Regions from separate parts of the Rattus norvegicus genome. Here region 2 is linked to region 1. A link is a contact called in public Hi-C data. All regions are on one chromosome and are shown on one strand. The core of a region is the stretch at or near the end of the contact, and the rest is flanking DNA. Distances in the headings are between cores, read along the strand shown. Region 1 overlaps LOC102552233 (a long non-coding RNA gene). Region 2 holds the start of Gatb (glutamyl-tRNA amidotransferase subunit B).

The links. A called contact is a pair of places that touch in the nucleus more often than the background predicts.
Region 2: a Hi-C map of prefrontal cortex shows a contact between it and region 1, with 2.8 times the contacts expected there. The contact joins the promoter of Gatb here to the enhancer-like site in region 1. A contact is called at or near these places in 3 of 12 Hi-C or Micro-C datasets (the A7r5 cell line, frontal cortex and prefrontal cortex).

What each region holds. Positions count from the first base shown.
Region 1 is chr2:172,857,746-172,861,016 of GRCr8, reverse strand. LOC102552233 (a long non-coding RNA gene) reads right to left here. Exons shown (of 3, transcript XR_351793.4): 3 at 2,123-2,522. Among named protein-coding and RNA genes, the nearest start is that of Fdps-ps3, 230 kb to the left of the region's middle. Within about 2 kb of position 1,471, at least 11 of the 93 cell types and tissues checked have an H3K27ac peak or open chromatin away from gene starts, as enhancers often do. A contact at or near this core is called in prefrontal cortex, where this site is marked.
Region 2 is chr2:173,226,851-173,230,121 of GRCr8, reverse strand. Gatb (glutamyl-tRNA amidotransferase subunit B) reads right to left here and starts at 1,554. Exons shown (of 13, transcript NM_001399231.1): 1 at 1,354-1,554. The coding sequence starts at 1,529.

The DNA of each region.
Region 1 (3,271 bases), core at 222-2,721:
TTGGAGTCTACTGGCATTCTATTCTTCTATTCTGCCTTTCTCTCCTAGGTTAAAATAAGGCTTTCTTGGTCATACCAGGCTCCAACCTGCCTGTGTTTTCCCAGGCAAAGGGGCTGGAGATCTGGGGCACACAGATAGCCTTGTTTGGATGTTTCTACCAAAATTCCATATGAAACCAGAGAGATTCATGATACACATATGGAACCAAAGAGGATTGTGATTGTGGAAGGAAGTGGGAAAGACTAAAAAAGAATGAATAAACTTTAAAGACGTGTGTGTGTGTGTGTGTGTGTGTGTGTGTGTGTGTGTGTGTGTGTGTGTGGTGTACATATGTCTAAACCAACTCTGTCACCTGCTTTGACCTGGAACCTGGAAGTGTTCTTTGTGATAGCTTGGAAGTGATAATATCTTAAGTAGATGCTACAGGTGGAAGCAAGAGGAAAGGGGAGGAAAGGGGTCCTGGAAAGAGTGATTTTTATGTTAGGCTTGAGAGAAGGGAGCATTGAAAAGGGCAGGTTCGGGGAAAAACCAGTGCCAAGACTGCTATTTTGGACATAATATGATTGAGAATCCTATTAGATACCCAAGCAGATCTGCCTGACAGACAAATGACTGAGCATATTGAGAGTGGGGAGGGAGGGGGGTGAAAGAAAAGGAGGGAGGGGAAAATGGAGGAAGGGATGAAAGGAGGGAGGGAGGGAAAGAGAGAGAGAGAGGGAGAGAGAGAGAGAGAGAGAGAGAGAGAGAGAGAGAGAGAGGAGAGAAATCGCTGTATCATGCTGTCCTGCCTGTGGTTGAGATTCCACATGGTGTGGAGATTCAGCCAGCAAGCCTGTGGAAAACTACTGACGACTCCCTTGCACCACAGATTCTAAGTTTGAACGAAGGATGGGCTGGCTGCTTCCAAGAAGTATTTTTGTGAGCATGTTGAGGGCTTCTTTCTTTTAACTGAAGCACTTGACTTTGTCAGCAAGCCCAGATTGCATTTCTCTCACTGGGCTGAGCTCGCACCGATCCCTATGAGCAGTCTCTCCCAAGAGACTGGAGAGGAGACACTCTATTGTCCCTAAGGAACAGAGACATCTTCCAGTCGCCTCCTTTTGCTTCTGTGTCCTTCATAGATGTCCCTGCCTCCCAGACCTCAGCCAGGCTATTCTTTCTTCAGACAGACACATATGACACAAATGGGAGACACCACTCAAGCCAGGGGTGTTTGAGTGAAATGGAATCAGAGAGGGGGTGGACCGAATGACTTAAACGTGTTCCATTATTGAAGTATTAAAATTCTCTGAATGACTTAAAAGTGTTTCACTCTGAAGTATTAAAATTCTCTGGGCTGATTGGAAGCTGATAGCTTCTGTCCCATTGGGTTTACACAGACCTCTCCACCCATGCTGGAGACCTCACACTTCTCAGACAATAGAAGGTAAGTGTTGGCTACAGTGACTACCCTGGGTTCCCACTCCAGTTCTAGCTGAAGCCCCTCTTCCTGGGTTGGCATTCATTAGATGGATTGACTGTTAAATAGAGTGAGTCTTGTCTGTGCCATGGGGCATTGAGTCATGATAGCCTATTGCCAGTCTATAACAGAGACACAGCTGGGAAAGGGCCCCAGACCCACTAATATCCCAATCTTGTCACAGCCAGGACGTATCAAGACACAGTCCCCAGTGTCCTCTTCTTGCTTCTGTGGTGCTCCATCTCTCAGACAGGATACTCTGACCCTAGGTATGTTTGGATTATCAAGTCCAGACAGTTCTGGTCTGAAATCTATCCTTTCCATTTAAGAAGACTTTGAATATATCTTCTTTGATCTTTGGCTGGCTTTATAGTCTTTCTCTCCAAGGGAAATCATATTTCCCAGTCTGAAGTTTTTAGGAATACCTCACTCTGGCAAGCCCCATAGACTGTCTACTCACAGGAGGTTAATCTTCATGGAATCCATCAGAATTAAAGCTGCAGGGACCTTCATAATCATTTCATTCAGCCCTCTGGTTTTATAGGCCAGGTAACCAAGGACCACAGAAAGAATGGCAGGTCAGATCATTATTTATAACGGGTATAATATTTACAACCAGTACAAATCACAAAGAAGACATTAATAAACTGAGCACACCAGAAAGCTGTTCACTCAGGTTTTTTATAGTGACACAAGACTAGTGACCTTCCTGGGCAGACAGAGACCAATGTTCACAGAGAGGACTTGGAGAGTGAATGTAGTAGCAAAACTCTGTGAGCAGAAATCTCTGTTCTTATTTGATATGAAGAGGCAAAGAACTCAAGAAGGGAGTGGAAGAAGGCCTGAGAAGGCAGTGTCAGAGGTGGTCTGGTTCAGACACAGCCCAGTTCAAGACAGTATGGATCAAATATTGTCCAGCTCAGATGTGGTCCATCTCAGAATCTTCTTTCTCAAGTAAGGAGATAACTATGCGATGATGATTTGTCATAGTTTGGGTCTCTTGATATCTAGTTTCATAGCTGCCCATCTTCTATTGAACAATCAGCTCTGTGTCTCTGAGGACCTAGAAAATATAAGAATCCTGGTCGCTGACTTCCCTTACTACATATGGCAGAGGGAAAGGGAGTCAGAGGGAATGATCTAGACCATATGTGGGATGAACAATAAGCACACGGGTCCTCTGGGACTCCTGAGGTTCTCATCTTAGCCACCCTGGCTAGTGTTCTCTACCACAGAGATGTTCCTAGGGCTCCCACTTTCATGCCAAATGTGTTAAAGTTACTACCCGCTCTGCATATGGCCTCTCATCATGCCACATGTTTCCCATATTACCCTATTCAATTCCATGGATGCTCAGATGAGCCTGGATTATTTTCTGTTTCTGGGAACCCAAATCTCCAACCCACAGTCGTCCCAAAGGCCCCTACTCAGAGGCAGAGTCAAACCCGGGATCTGTGATATCCCTAAAGCAGTCTTGCAGTCTTCAGGGTTGAATTGATCCCCACTTATTCATTGCCAACCCCAGGACCTCAGATCACAGTGCACATGGAGTCAGGATCTTCATAGAACTAATGTCAAATGTGCTTATTGGGTGGGCCTCCCTCTGGCTCTGCCCTTGTAAGAAGTTGAAATCTGACACAGAGAGAGGGAAAATAGTGTGTAAAAAATGCAAGAAGATGGCCATGTATAAGCCAAGGAAGAAGCCTCGGGAGGAACATGGCCATCTTCTTGCATTTTTTACACACTATTTTCCCTCTCTCAGAACAGGAGGAAACAGAGCTCTGTTGTTGAGTCCAGGTGCTTTGTTATGGT
Region 2 (3,271 bases), core at 305-2,804, 370 kb before region 1:
CCTTATTAGTAAACACTAAGTAAATGTCTCAGTAAATAATAATAAAATCTTATCTTCTCATAATTATTTAGGTTTACTACAAACGCCAGGATTTTAATTCTAGAGAAATGATGTCTAAAGAATAAATTATCATCCATATTTTGTGTTCATTGTTAACAGCTTGTAGCTAGAGAGGCAGGGTCACACAGATACCACAGACTACCATGACATGGTATTCCTCAAAACTTGTGCAGAAGAACAGTAAACCATTAGAGGAAACATTTATTTTCCATCCTCCAAGTTACATCCAGTTCTTGAGACCTAAACTTAAAATTCTTTCATTTGTTCATACTTGACTGCTAGCAAATCTTAGTAAATGCTATAAAATGCTATACTAATGTCTCTTATCTGACTATTCCTACTCTGGTGAGCCAGTACTCAGTTCTCTTTGGGGAATTAAAAGTCTTTATTCTTATGTATGTTCCTATTCTTCACTTCTCCTGAGCAATTTTCTGTATTATACAGATTTTTATTCATGTGCATCCAGTTTTGTTTTAAGCATTTCAATGAGAAAAAAATTAATTCCTTTTTAAAAAAAATTTGGAAATAAAGCTTGCAAGTGAGAAGAAAATAAAGAAATTCATAAATTCTGCATGCTCTAACTACTAATTAAAGTAATTCTGCAGTTTCATTGCATGGAAAGAAAATGATCTAGTTTATAAAGGGAATAGAAATGAGATGCTTTGGGACATTTTCCTCTCCACTGAAATACTAAGAAGAATGCCAACCTCAACGAAACAAAACATTAAAAATTTGCCTTATGTTTTGTATTTTATAAGAAGCTTTAAGTCATGTACACTGAAGCAACTAACAGAAGTACAGGATAAGCAAATCTTTAGTCAGGGAAAGATTTCGTCGGTAGACTACATCCTCCTAGGTCTAGACAAATACGCCCATCATAAAACCAGAGATCTGACTAATAAGACCTCCAATAAACATTAAGCTCTCTTATCCGGGGCTTTGTACAAAGGCTATTTTCTGTCTTTAAATTATTGCTAGCTCGTAGTAACGCCAAATGCCCGCTATATACGTGCCATAGTCTAGTGTCACAGACAACCACACTAGTTAGTAGGACCGCTAGAGGAAACGCTATTTTACACTCGTACGTTGTCCAAACATGCCTATTTTAGGACAGAGGTTTAAGTGTGAGGGTGGAGATGGCAGGCCTGGTTTTGTGTTTTCATTTAGGTTCTGTTGCCCACATTACACAGGTAACCACCCTCCAGTTCACTAAAACCCTCAGGCTGGGCTGCGGGAGCCATTATCTTCGTTCCGCACTTCCACGAGACAGGTATAGGTACGAAGAAAATATACCCTTTCCTCGGCTTCTGAGCCGTGTGGAGGGAAGGCTGAGCCACTGAACTCTGTCTCCTAGCCCAGTTGGATATGGGCCCAATTTGAGAGCCACTTCGGAGGCGGGAACAGTCGTCTATCCACGCTAAAGCCCAGCGTCTTCCAGGGAAACCCGAACGCAGCACGGGTGCCGCCATTGCATTGCCGAAGACCGGGTCAGGTGACCCACCTTCCCTCCGCCGCGAGGCTCTCTGGGAAGCGTAGTTCTGGCAATGCGCCACAACCCTTGTAGGCCTGGACCGGAAGACTACTATTCCCGGCAACCCAACTCAAAAGCTGACGGAAATCTGACGGGGAGGGGCGGAACCAGAGAACTGTGGGTGGGTGAGTGGGTGGGGGTTGTGGGTCCTGTGTGACTCCTCCTAGCGGGGAGTTGGAGAGCTCTGTGGCAGTAGAGCTTGGGCGTGTTTGTGCTTGACAGCTCTTTGAGGGAGAGCCAAGGCTAGGAAGCCTCACCAAGGGTTTTAAATTCAGCTTAAGCCCATGAGTTGAAACAAATGATCCTGACATCACCACAAAGGCTTCCTGGACTCTCAAACGCACTTATTTTCTCTGTCTTGCTCGCACACTTCGTACACAAATTTGTGCATTATTTCAACCGATACTTATTTGTATGCCTGCTATGAACAACCTAGTTCAATAATTAGGCAACATTGACATACTAGAAAGCAAGACTTTATGGCTGTTATATTTTATAGACTTGGTATTTTAGGGAGAGAAACATACAGAAAAAAAGTTTAAAAAAATAAATCGTTTTCATGACCGAAAAAAAAAAATTAAACTTTTATGTGCTTTTTACTTACCATTTTTCTTAGGCAGCATCTGAAACATTTTTTTTTGTTGTTGTTGTTGTTAGAAAGCTTTGATAGAAAAATGACCTCAGCTCAATGGGTTTCTTTTGGTGTTTGACTTCAGCACTAATCCTGGGCTGGGCTGGGCTGGGCTGGGCTGGGCTGGGCTGGGCTGGGCTGGGCTGGGCTGGGCTGGGCTGGGCTGGGCTGGGCTGGGCTGGGCTGGGCTGGGCTGGGCTGGGCTGGGCTCAGTGGTACAGCCTTTGTACCACGTAGAAGGTGCTGCGTTCCACTCTCAGGAAGGCAAAAACAAATAGAGTTTTTCATATCCCTTGTTGAAATTCCAGGTGATTTTTTTTTAAATTTAAAAACTTAGTCTACAGTAGTCCTCACTTTCACCATCTGATTTTAACTGTTCATGTAGTACCTAACAGCTATCTTTGATTTCAATGGATCCTTGTCTGGTATTCACCACAGTATTTCCAGAGCACAGAGTAGGCACCTCAAGAATATTTGAAGCAGTGCAGTGTGGTGGATGTATTTCACAAATGGGGGCTGTGGAGAGGATATGTTCTTTAGAAAAGAAATAACAAATTGGGGTAGTGGTAAAGGGTACAGTAAAACATCTATTTCTGGGAGATGTGTAAGATGAGATCGAGGGACCTGATAGAGAGTTGGGGATTACTTTGGGGCTTCTGACTTATGTGTCTAGTATAAGGTAAAAAGGAGCCAGAAAACGAACCTATTCTCTGTGGAAACTTGTGAATGCTTGGTTGCCTTGGAGATTTCCAAGCGAAGTAATCCAGTGGAAGTCACTGATGCCCAACTATAGAGAAAGAAAAGATACGTACTCTCCATATTTCACACAGATGCATTTCTGTTATCGATCACTAACCTACAGATTAGACAGCTACATCTTATGATTTGTTTCCATTATTATTTACAAGAAGTTATGGTATTATGTAATATGGTCCCTCCATTTGGAAATATAACCTGTAAACTGGCCAGGAGAGATAATTCAGTGGTTAAGAGCACTCTCAACTCTTCCAGAGGACCCAAATTTGTTTCCCGGCGCCCATATCCAGGGA